Regions from separate parts of the Mus musculus genome. Here all the other regions are linked to region 2. The links are chromatin contacts, called in public HiChIP or PLAC-seq and promoter capture Hi-C maps. All regions are on one chromosome and are shown on one strand. The core of a region is the stretch at or near the end of the contact, and the rest is flanking DNA. Distances in the headings are between cores, read along the strand shown. Region 1 holds the start of Cd28 (CD28 antigen). Region 2 holds the start of Abi2 (abl-interactor 2). Region 3 holds the start of 2310016D23Rik (a long non-coding RNA gene).

What was found. Promoter capture Hi-C pulls out the DNA fragments that hold promoters and counts their contacts. HiChIP or PLAC-seq counts read pairs in DNA pulled down with a chosen protein or histone mark.
Region 1: an H3K27ac HiChIP or PLAC-seq map of large pre-B cells shows a contact between it and region 2, with 2.6 times the contacts expected there. The contact joins the promoter of Cd28 here to the promoter of Abi2 in region 2. A contact is called at or near these places in 1 of 39 promoter capture datasets (liver), 5 of 115 datasets of contacts at active chromatin or transcription factors (bone marrow-derived macrophages, effector CD8 T cells, large pre-B cells and 2 more) and 1 of 9 other capture datasets (adipose tissue).
Region 3: a contact with region 2 is called in a promoter capture Hi-C map of stem cell-derived epiblast-like cells, with 12 times the contacts expected there. The contact joins the promoter of 2310016D23Rik here to the promoter of Abi2 in region 2. A contact is called at or near these places in 13 of 39 promoter capture datasets (the 3T3-L1 cell line, 3T3-L1-derived adipocytes, cranial neural crest and 8 more), 3 of 115 datasets of contacts at active chromatin or transcription factors (double positive thymocytes, pancreatic cancer cells and regulatory T cell precursor) and 1 of 9 other capture datasets (adipose tissue).

Annotation. Positions count from the first base shown.
Region 1 is chr1:60,745,061-60,748,509 of GRCm38.p6, forward strand. Cd28 (CD28 antigen) reads left to right here and starts at 1,328. Exons shown (of 4, transcript NM_007642.4): 1 at 1,328-1,468. The coding sequence starts at 1,414.
Region 2 is chr1:60,407,718-60,411,105 of GRCm38.p6, forward strand. It overlaps Abi2 (abl-interactor 2), which reads left to right and starts at 1,902. Exons shown (of 12, transcript NM_001198570.1): 1 at 1,902-2,202. The coding sequence starts at 2,086.
Region 3 is chr1:60,776,747-60,779,969 of GRCm38.p6, forward strand. 2310016D23Rik (a long non-coding RNA gene) reads left to right here and starts at 1,715. Exons shown (of 3, transcript XR_865459.1): 1 at 1,715-2,170.

The DNA of each region.
Region 1 (3,449 bases), core at 78-2,577, 340 kb after region 2:
ATGTATATATGCCTATAAAACATCATATGGTATTTGACTGATACGTTTAATATTTAAGTTTTATATACCAGCTAAAATGTAATAAAAATATTTATATCATATATGGATGCCTTAGAAATTAACAATTGATAACATATCTATTGAAAACTATAAACAAAACAACATGGAAAGTAATGGCTCAAATATTAAGTATTTTTATAATTCGGTAAGAATATAGGTAAACCTTGACTTTATGCTTATATTTTTTTCTAAATTTTTTTACGTATGCAATATAGCTCACTTTTGTATTCAGAATAAAAAATATAAATCATTCTTTTAAATATACACAAAATCACAAATGAGGCTGGTTTCACAAAGCTCAGATTATCAGAAAAGAAAGAAAAAAAATCACCAAGAAAGTTTTGAGAAAGCTAATGTGTATGAGATACATATAACCACAAACTCCGATGATTATAGCTTCTATAAGAGTCAGACTATCAGGGAAGCTGTTGAGTACAGATGCTGACCAGGGGGATCCAGGATGGCTCTAGAAGAGGAATGTGGAGCTGGCCATGCTGGTGGGCTAGCCCTGTCTACAGAAGGCCCAGGAGTTGGGGAGAGGTGTGGAGAGCTGGTTACAAAGGCCCCGGGTGTCTCTGTGGTGAATCTTCCAATGGTCTGCTGTTTGAAATGTTTCTTTGAGGGACATAGGGAACATGAGGTAGCAAGGGTGTTTCGTTTACCTCCTGTTTCCCTAAGAAAATATGGTGTTTTTATGACTTCCTCTTTGCTCTGGAAATTTCTGCAGCTGCTCAGATGCCTGGGTGCTTGCCAAGTGTGTACTTGGAAGCGGTTTTCAAAATTGGTAGAAGTGAGTTATACATACACTCCATAGGATCGCCTTAAGATTATTTCAAACTTCAATCTCATAACGTTTATGCAGAATTTAAACACGTGCATAGAAATCTCTCAGCTTCCCACACAGCCTTGTATTTTGGATTCGTCTGTAAGAGTTTGTCTTCTGAGAGAGGTTTTTCTCTCTTCTTTAGAATGCCTTGTTTGTCTGCTTTTGTTGTTGCTGGGCCCTAAGCGCCCACATTTCACAGCTCCGATGCTCATCAGCATGACTCTCCTGAGCACATTATCTGGTGGTGGCTGACACTCTCTTCAGTACCCCCCCCCCCCGCCTCCCAAAAAAGAAAAAAGAAAAAAAGGACTGGTTGCTAAAAGAAGTAAAAGTCAAGTCATCAAAAACAATGTAATATCCTGTGTGAAAGTCACGAAGCCTTGTGGTTTGAGTCCCTTGATCATGTGCCCTGTAAAGTGGCCCTGGATGGCAGAGAGTCATAGACCTTGGCAGATGTGACTTCAGTTCACACCACACTCTGCCTTGCTCACAGAGGAGGGGCTGCAGCCCTGGCCCTCATCAGAACAATGACACTCAGGCTGCTGTTCTTGGCTCTCAACTTCTTCTCAGTTCAAGTAACAGGTAAGCAATTTTGATACCATTTTTCCCCCTGTTTTCATTTGTGTTCTCATGACCAGCATGGTTTATTTTAAAACTGTAGTGACCTGTGAAACTTGAATGCATTTAGAGTTTTGTGCTAATTTGACAAGCTACTATTTAGAAACTAGCTAATTCTCATAATACAGCAAATAGAACTTTAACACAAGTTCTTTGGGAAGAAGTAACATTTTATTTAACAACTAGTCCCAAGAACTTTTATATTCAGAATTTTATTTATTGTTTTGTTTTGAGATAGGGTTTCTCTGTATAGCCCTGGCTGTCCTGGAACTCACTTTGTAGACCAGGCTGTCCTCGAATTCAGAGATTTAACTGCCTCTGCCTCCTGAGTACAAGGATTAAAGGCATGTGACACCACCGCCCAGTCAGGATTCTACTTTTTACATCCTATAAAACTGTGATAAGTAAGAGAGTAGGTAAATTCTAGAGGTCTTGGATTAGATTGCCTGGGCTCATATCTCAATTCTCCCTAGTGGCGTTTGGAGCAGGATTTACTACCTAAATCTCTGTAAAACGGGACCCTAAATGAGCATCACCTCAATTTCATTGTGAGATAAAATGAAATAGACATTGTGGAGGTCTTAGTTCAGGCTTGAGCAGTAAACATGGTGTTCATGTAAGTAGTATGTCTACCTGAATTCAGCGAGTGCCAAGAAGAATCCTGAAGTAAGCACAAAAGCTGGTATAGACACCAGTAAGTTTCCTTTTACTGTTGGTTGAAATATGTTTATTTAGGTTAAAATCCTTCAAGTTCCCAATAGCAATGGCAAGGAGGCTATATATTTATCAATTAGAAAGTTCTTACCCTAAACAACCTTTGGTTCTCATGAGTAAGAGCTATTTATTGTCATAAACTCCATTCCAAATGAAGAGACCATTGGAAGGAGGCCATCTATTGAAGAGAATGTTCAATAATTTCTCCAGAGGATGCAGGTCTCCAGTATTTGGCAACACATATTTACAGCTAAAGAATCTTTAAAATTTATGTTTAAAGGTTTCTGTATATCATGTTTAAGGGATCTTAACTTTCTTTTAAAGGAATACTTAAGACACCTTAATTTACTAGATAGTAAAGCCTTACCCTTGTTGAAAGTCATGCAACATTAGTGATTTTACACAGAATGCTTTTCTGATGCCCTCTGTGGACAGCCATTTGTTATAAACTCATGTATTTTCTTTGGAAACTTTTTGGGTTGGACTCAAAGCTTTGTATGTTTCACTGTTTAGAATCTTTACAGGGGTTAGCTAAAAGAGAAGTTGGCAAGTTCACATGTGTGCAGGTCGTTAGTTTTATTTACCTTAAGATAGGTTTTGCTTCATAGATACCAATACATTTTCCTACTACGTCTTAGGATTTGATGCCAAGCAGCCATTGAAAAAGTAGGATGGGGTAGAGGTAGGAAGCTGAAGAGAAAGAAGTTAAAAGGAAAGGAAGATAATTGCAAATGCAAAGATGTGTGACCCATGGAAAAGGATGTGAAGCCTTTTGTATGCTTTTCATTTCTCTCTTCATGTCCACCATCTCACACAAGGAAACTCCCTGGTCAAATGTTACTGTCTTGGGCTGGGGATGTAGTACAGTTGGCATAGCACTTATCTATCGTACATGAAACCCTGGGTTTGATCACAGCACAGCATAAAACAGGCATGGTAGCACATTCCTATAATCCAGTAGAGGCAGGAGAATCAGAATGATCAAAGTTATCCTTGGCTACATAACAAGTATGAGGCTAACCTGGGCTACATGAGACATGTAACTGCATTAAAATGTGCCTGTGTGTTAGGGGCAGGTCTTTAGATTCATTAATTGAATAATTTTGACTCATTGGTTCACAGCATGCATTAATGCACTTACTTGATGATGCTTAAGTGCAACCTGATTCTCATGGCTTGAGTGATACAGCAGAAAGATCATTATGGCTCAATTAAAGAAGTCTGATACAGG
Region 2 (3,388 bases), core at 652-3,151:
CTCTGATGTACCCACCAGTGTATTTTAAAATTGCTTCCATTTACAACTTTTATTCTGTAAAACTACAAAAACATGATGAAACTCTTTCCACGCTGGAACATGGAATTTGAGGTAGCCTAAAGTCTGTGTTTCCTGGCCAAAGTCACTCAAATGGCTCCAGAATAAACCCTCCCCTATTTCCTTTAAGATGAAAACTACAATTTTTACATTAACAAACTTTTAAAAACATTTTCTTGTTTATGTGTGTGTTTCTATCTGAGTGTATGGCACATGAGTGCAGGTACCAGTGAATGACAAGTCAGGGTGTTGTATCTCCTGCAGTGATTGTGAACAGCATGACACGGATGTTGGGAGCCAAACTCTGATCCGCTGGAAGAACAGTGTGTGCTCTCACGGCTGAACCATCTCTCCAGACCCATCAACACAGTTTTTTGATTTACTGGTTTGTATAAGAGTCTGATCTGATGTTTGTTTTCTTCACCTGTTTGTACCTCATTTCCTGAAACAAGTGCATGTGTCTATACATAACTATCCCCCTCCACACACTTTAGGCTTCTCTTCTTTTTCCACACATAGTTAAACTCAGCTACAAACCCCAGCTCTCCCTTTTGTTTTTAACAAGCTTCTCACACTTAGAACATTCACACTAAGACAGGTGTTTAAAGTGCTGAACAATAGATCCAGGTGGACCACATCATCATTTAAAAATACTGTTTTAGGCTCTGCGGCAAAAGCTCACGCATATTGGTAATGTATTTATCATAAAGCCAACGTAACAACACAGGGTTTACTCCACAAATATGTGAGCGAGTGCATTTGATTTTTTTCTAGGAATGTATAATCGTTCCCTCATCATCTGAAATTTGATCACAGGAGGCCAAGTGACAGCAAGAGCAATAAAAGTTGAAACCACAAATCCTAAACTCTAAACCCCTCTAAGATGGTGGGTGCCCTTTGGGTTTCCACAGAACTAACAAAGATTGTGGTCTTGATATCACAGAAGGTGTCAGTTTTATTTATTTTTTTCAAGTTTCACGGTGTGGGCCAATCATATTTATGAAAAAAGATTAGATATCTGGATAACAAGACCAGGATGAACGTCCTTGAATTTGTAGTACTTAATCTGAAAAAAACGCACGTTTGTCATTGTTCGTTTAATCTTATTCATGCTACAACCATGTGAATAAATAAAATAGTACCAGCAAAACCACCATCGAAATTTTAAAAAAAGTGAAGTGAGGAGGAGGCCCAGGCTGGGCAACCACAGCATGTGGCTGTAATTCCAGTCAGCCCGGTCTATACAGGAGACCATGCCAAGAAGAAAGAGAGGACAGGACAGGGGACGGAAGGGAGTGAATGAATGAATGAATGAATGAACGAACGAATAGGTTTGGGACTAGGTAACTGCAATTTGTAAAGAAGCCGATGAGGTTCAAGGTGGTATTTAGAGCTGCCTGGAAGTTCAGTGGCTCTGCCTGTTCGGATGAGGTGTTATCTTTCACAGAGCTTGTGAAGACACTGTGTCCTCTCCCTAGGCGAGCTTCCTCAGGCAGATGACCTCCGCAGGGTTCCGGCCCCGGGTGAAGTGCAGAGGTGAAGATGGGGGGCGGCGGCGTGAAGCAGCAGGGAGCAGAGGTGCATTCCCGCCCGGCTAACAAAGGCTGCTGAGGACTCCCAGACCCAGGAAGGCCGCGCGGGGCCGAAGGGTTAACCCAGAGCCCCGCTCCCGCGCGCATCCCGGCCCCCGCCCTCCCGTCGCTAGGAGACGCCGGAAGTGGGGGAGGGGCGGCGCGGGTGGGAATCTTTTTCGGGCGCTGGGGGCGGGTGGAGGGGAGCGCGCGTGCGCGCGCCCGTCGCCGCGGTGACCGTCCTCGCGGCCCGTCGGCTCGCGCCCCGCCTCCATTCCCCTCCGCCCCCTCCCTCGTCGCGCGCCGTAGGGTGTGTGTGGGGGGGTAGCCGCTCGCTCCTCCCGATTCCCGCCGCGTCCGCCGCTGCTCCTCCTCTCCCGGGCGTCGCGGCCGCTGCCTCTGCGGGCTGTATGAGGAGGAGTAGGAGGAGGAGGAGGAGGAAGAGAAGGATGTGAAGATGGCGGAGCTGCAGATGCTGCTGGAAGAGGAAATCCCGGGGGGCCGCCGGGCTCTCTTCGACAGCTACACGAATCTGGAGCGGGTGGCCGACTACTGCGAGAATAACTACATCCAGGTGCGATGCGACGCGGCCCCTCGCGCGGCTCGGCGCGGCAGGACGCGGGCTGTGAGGGGCGCGCGGGGCGATGGCGAGCGGGGGAGGCCGCGCGGTGCTCGGTCCAGGGAGCCGCGCCGGGGTAGGGACAGGGCGAGGGCGGCGGCTGCAGGGAGCGAGGGTCGCCACCAGGCCCCAGCAGCCCCGTGCGAGTGACCGGTGCGGTGCCGTGCGGTGCGTGGCGTCCCGCCCCCTCGCCTCTGCCCCGTCGCCCCCGCAGTCCTCTCCTGTCAGTGTTCCGGATGGCGGGGGAGGTGGCGAGTGGCGTTTTCTGTCTAACGGGATCTTGCTCGATGGCAGGCTTGTGTGACAGAGGGATAGGTTACCCCCTGCCCAAATTCCGAGGGACCCCCTTTTTATTAAGGGGTCCTTTTTCTGCAAAGTGAAATGCCTCACTTCTCCATTCCTGCGAATGTACCCTGAAGACAAAACAAAAATTCTTAACCCTTAAGTTTAAACATTTTTAAAATGTAAAAGGGGCATGGTGGAACGGCTGTCTCTTATTGCAAGTTAATACCATTTTTTTTTTCTCCTCCCTGTGGAGAATGGGAAACTGATAATGAGCTGCCTTTCCTTCTCAGGTCTCGTTAGAATAGGTAATTTTCCTTTGGGGAAAAAAGAACTATGACTATTTTCACAAAGAATTAGGGAAACGAACCACATGGTTTAGTTTTTTTCCCATGATGATTGGTTTGGCCCAGGGACTTCAGTGTATGTGTGTGTAGGAAGGTGAGAAGTGTGTGTGGGGCGGGGCATTGGTGAGATGAGAACCAGCTGGTCATGGGATAAATGTAAAAATTTTGTGAAGCAACACTTTAAAAATTAACTCATGGTATGCAAATCCAGTATCTCTTGTTTTCCGTAGGGCTTATACTGAATTACAGGTTGTGTCTACATTTTTTTTACTCCCGTTTAAATTCTTTGGATAAAATGGAATGGAAGCGTGATGCTTAAACTGTTAGCTGTATTTTAATGTTCTTGTCCCTACTCCCGTCCCTGCAGATATCCTTAACAGCAGTTGTATTGAAAACATTCTCAAATCTGAGTATGAATTGGAAAAAAAAAAAAAACCCCAAAAAACCAAAACAAAAAAACCCAGATGCTGCAATTTATAGGATCTTAAGTTTTTTGAGGACCACATTGTTAG
Region 3 (3,223 bases), core at 465-2,964, 370 kb after region 2:
ATTTCAGGGTTGACATTGGACCCAATGCTTGAAACTACTTGCATTGAAAGTCTGTGTGTCCAAGAATATGTCAGACTTTCTGAGCTGACCTCACTCTTGGGGCAAAATCAAGGATCAGAATGTGTGCTTCCCAAAGGCCATGCCCTATGCCATTTGCCCACTTAAACTCTGCGAAAGGATTGGAAAGGCTACAAACTCAAGGGGATAAAAAGTTGTAAAGGATAGCCTGGATTTCACTCATACTTCATTATGTAAAGGCATCTCAATGACAGATAATCTCCTTTGTCTCCAAAGGGCAAGCTGTGAACTGGGTGGAAATGTCAGTTGAGACAGAAGAGCAGCAAACAGCTCTGTTTTCCTATAGTTGTGGTTTTGCATGGTGACGATGACACATGAAGATGAGAACAGGTAGCATGAACTCCAGTCATTATCTGAGTGAACATCTCTGCCAACGCTGAAGGATATGTGTGGGTGTCACCTGCAAGCACAGAGATGGGGAGGGAGGGAGGGAGGGAGAGAGGGAGGAAGGGAGGGAGGGAGGGGGAGGGAAGAAGAGAGAGAGATGAACAAAAGGTTTATTTATGAAGTTTACATTTGATTTCCTTTCCCTTGATAACTTCCTCATCTGAGTTTAGTGTCTAGACTAAATTGATGTACATTTGGTGACTGAGGAAGAGGGTCAGAAAGGTGGGTTTGAATTAGCATCAGCAAAGTTAGCCAGATTCATACAGACTTTTTTTTTCAATTTCTTATGCACACACTGAGCATTCGATACGTTGGCATCCAAAGTGAGGGTTTTTGCTAACGTCTGGGAACCAGTGATATAGATGATATGAAGCAAGACTAGCTGGAGGTTGTCATGGGGATGCTTTTTCATTCCAAACAGGGTGCAACTCATGTTTCATTTGCTTTGTGCCTCTCTGTCCTGTCTTCTTCTTCATTCATCCAACAACATTTTGATGACCGTCTTCCCAGCTCTGAAAAGCGGACTGGGTACAGGAGAAACGATAGAGCAACGCTGTTGTCCTTATCTCTGCGTGGACCAATCAGAGTGTATTTTACAACCCTTCACCTCCTTCTATTCACCTTAAGGCACCTACTTAGTCCTGACTGTAGAACTTAGACATTGTGTATCTACTGTTACTCTGGTGACTGTATAGTTTCTTGTAGCTACTGCAGTCTGTCACTGTAGACAAACAACTGAGATTAGCTGTATTTCAGCAAGCTTTTACTTATGGATATTGGTATTTGATTCTCCTTTAATTTTCTTGCCAGATATTGTGATTCCTCTGATTGCTGCACCATCACCCTAGCCGTATGTACACATACAATCCATTCTTCAGCTCATGGCCTGTGCAGTGTCAGACAGTGGCTAGACTTGGCCTGTAGGCCGCAGTTTGCTGACCTCTGAGACAGAACCAAGGCACCACTTTTAAGCTTTGAGCTTGTCTTTGAACGCCAGACACCATCTAGAAGGGATCAGTCTGGGTGCATGTAAAGACCTCTTGGGAGTGTGAGTGTCCAAGTAACTTTATTTAAAAAAAAAAAAAAAGGCAAGGATTTGCAGAGAATGAGGGAGAGACTTTATCCAAGAGAGAGCTATCCTGGGGAGGAGAAACAGGAAACTAAAAGCAAAGGGGACGAGAATTTCAAGATGACAGCATCCTCGGGAAATTAGTGCTAAAAGCCCAATGATTACTGTTACATTTTCTTTGCTCTTTTCCCTCTCGTCCAACCATCAAATCCATGCAATCTCCAAGGAAACAAAATAAATTTTTATTCACAGTGGGGGTGGGGGGGTATGGCCCGTGTCCAAGGTAATGAAAAAGACGAATTACCCTGCAAATCCTTCCAAATGGACCACACTCAGCTCCAGTGTGGAGTGGGTGGAGCAGAGACCAGAAGCAGCTGTCTCAGGACTGGCCTCCTACCACTTTCCATGACTTTTTCAAATCTAAATTTAGCTACTATTTATAGGTGACCAGGAGAGCACACCCTCACCCGCACCCGCAACCCCTGCTGCTGCCCACTGGAAGGGCAAACTAAAGCTTGGCATTTCACAGGTAGGCGTGAAAGTCAGCTTTATACAGATCATAGACACTGACCCGGCCTTTGTCATCCCTTATCGCTGCTCCACCCTGTTTGTCTACAGCTGCTGGTTACACCCAAGGTACAAATAGTTCTTTCTGGAAACAGCCTGTGGGGGCACTCTGAGCCATACACTCATTCATTCTATCTGGGCATTTTAGAAATAGGGTAAGATTTAGCTTCATTTGTGCAGCCAAGAATAGGAAATTGCTCCCCAAAAGGTCAGATGCCTAAGATTTAATATGCAAGCAGCCTGTAATACCTAAGATTTAATATGCAAGCAGCCTGTAATACCTAAGATTTAATATGCAAACAGCCTGTAATACCAGGAGCAGGCACACCTCTCTCAGAATGGTGTATCCTGCAAAGCCAGGATACACTAATGTGTTCAAGTTACAGTCTGGGTGAACAGCCTTAGGACCTCCAAGACTTTTCTTATATAGTGTGTAGGACTGCTGTGTAGGTTATTCACTCAGTTCCTTCCCAGGGCCTCTACAGAGGCCATAAGAAAGACTTAAATCTGCTCAGCCTCCTCTTGAAGCTGTGACAGGAGAGTACTTATCTTGTGGAGCCTACTTCGATCTTTCTGCCGCTTGGTTACTAGCTTTATAGGGAGAGACATATTCTCAGTCTCAAAAGGAAGCAACCTAGGATGAAAACCACTGAGAACAAAACAGGAAGAGAGGTCCCAGCTCCTACAAGCACCTCTCTCCTGTTTGTTTGTTTGTTTGTTTTAACCTTCATTGCCCCTCAAATCTGGCCTCTTTCAGTAGGTTGTTTGTTTCGTGAATTAAGGTTAGTAATGCAAAAGTAAACTTCCAGGTTTAGAGCTCAGGGGGAAATTATGACTTATTGTGCCCCGTAGAATACTAAGTTTGGGGCTAATTCTTGTCTTTGCCCTTGAACCTTCTGGTGGGACAACGGCAGATTGTCTCTAGTTTCTACTCACTACTATATGAAAGGATTAGACAAAGGGACTTCTGTGTAGATGTCTTGTACTTTTTATATCCCACATTACAACTGTTTTATTTTTTCATATTATAGCTTTTATATACATGTGTATTTTTTGAGGTTTTTGTCAGCTGGGAATATTTGAAAAAGCCTACAATTTCTTGTACACATTATCTCCACTAGT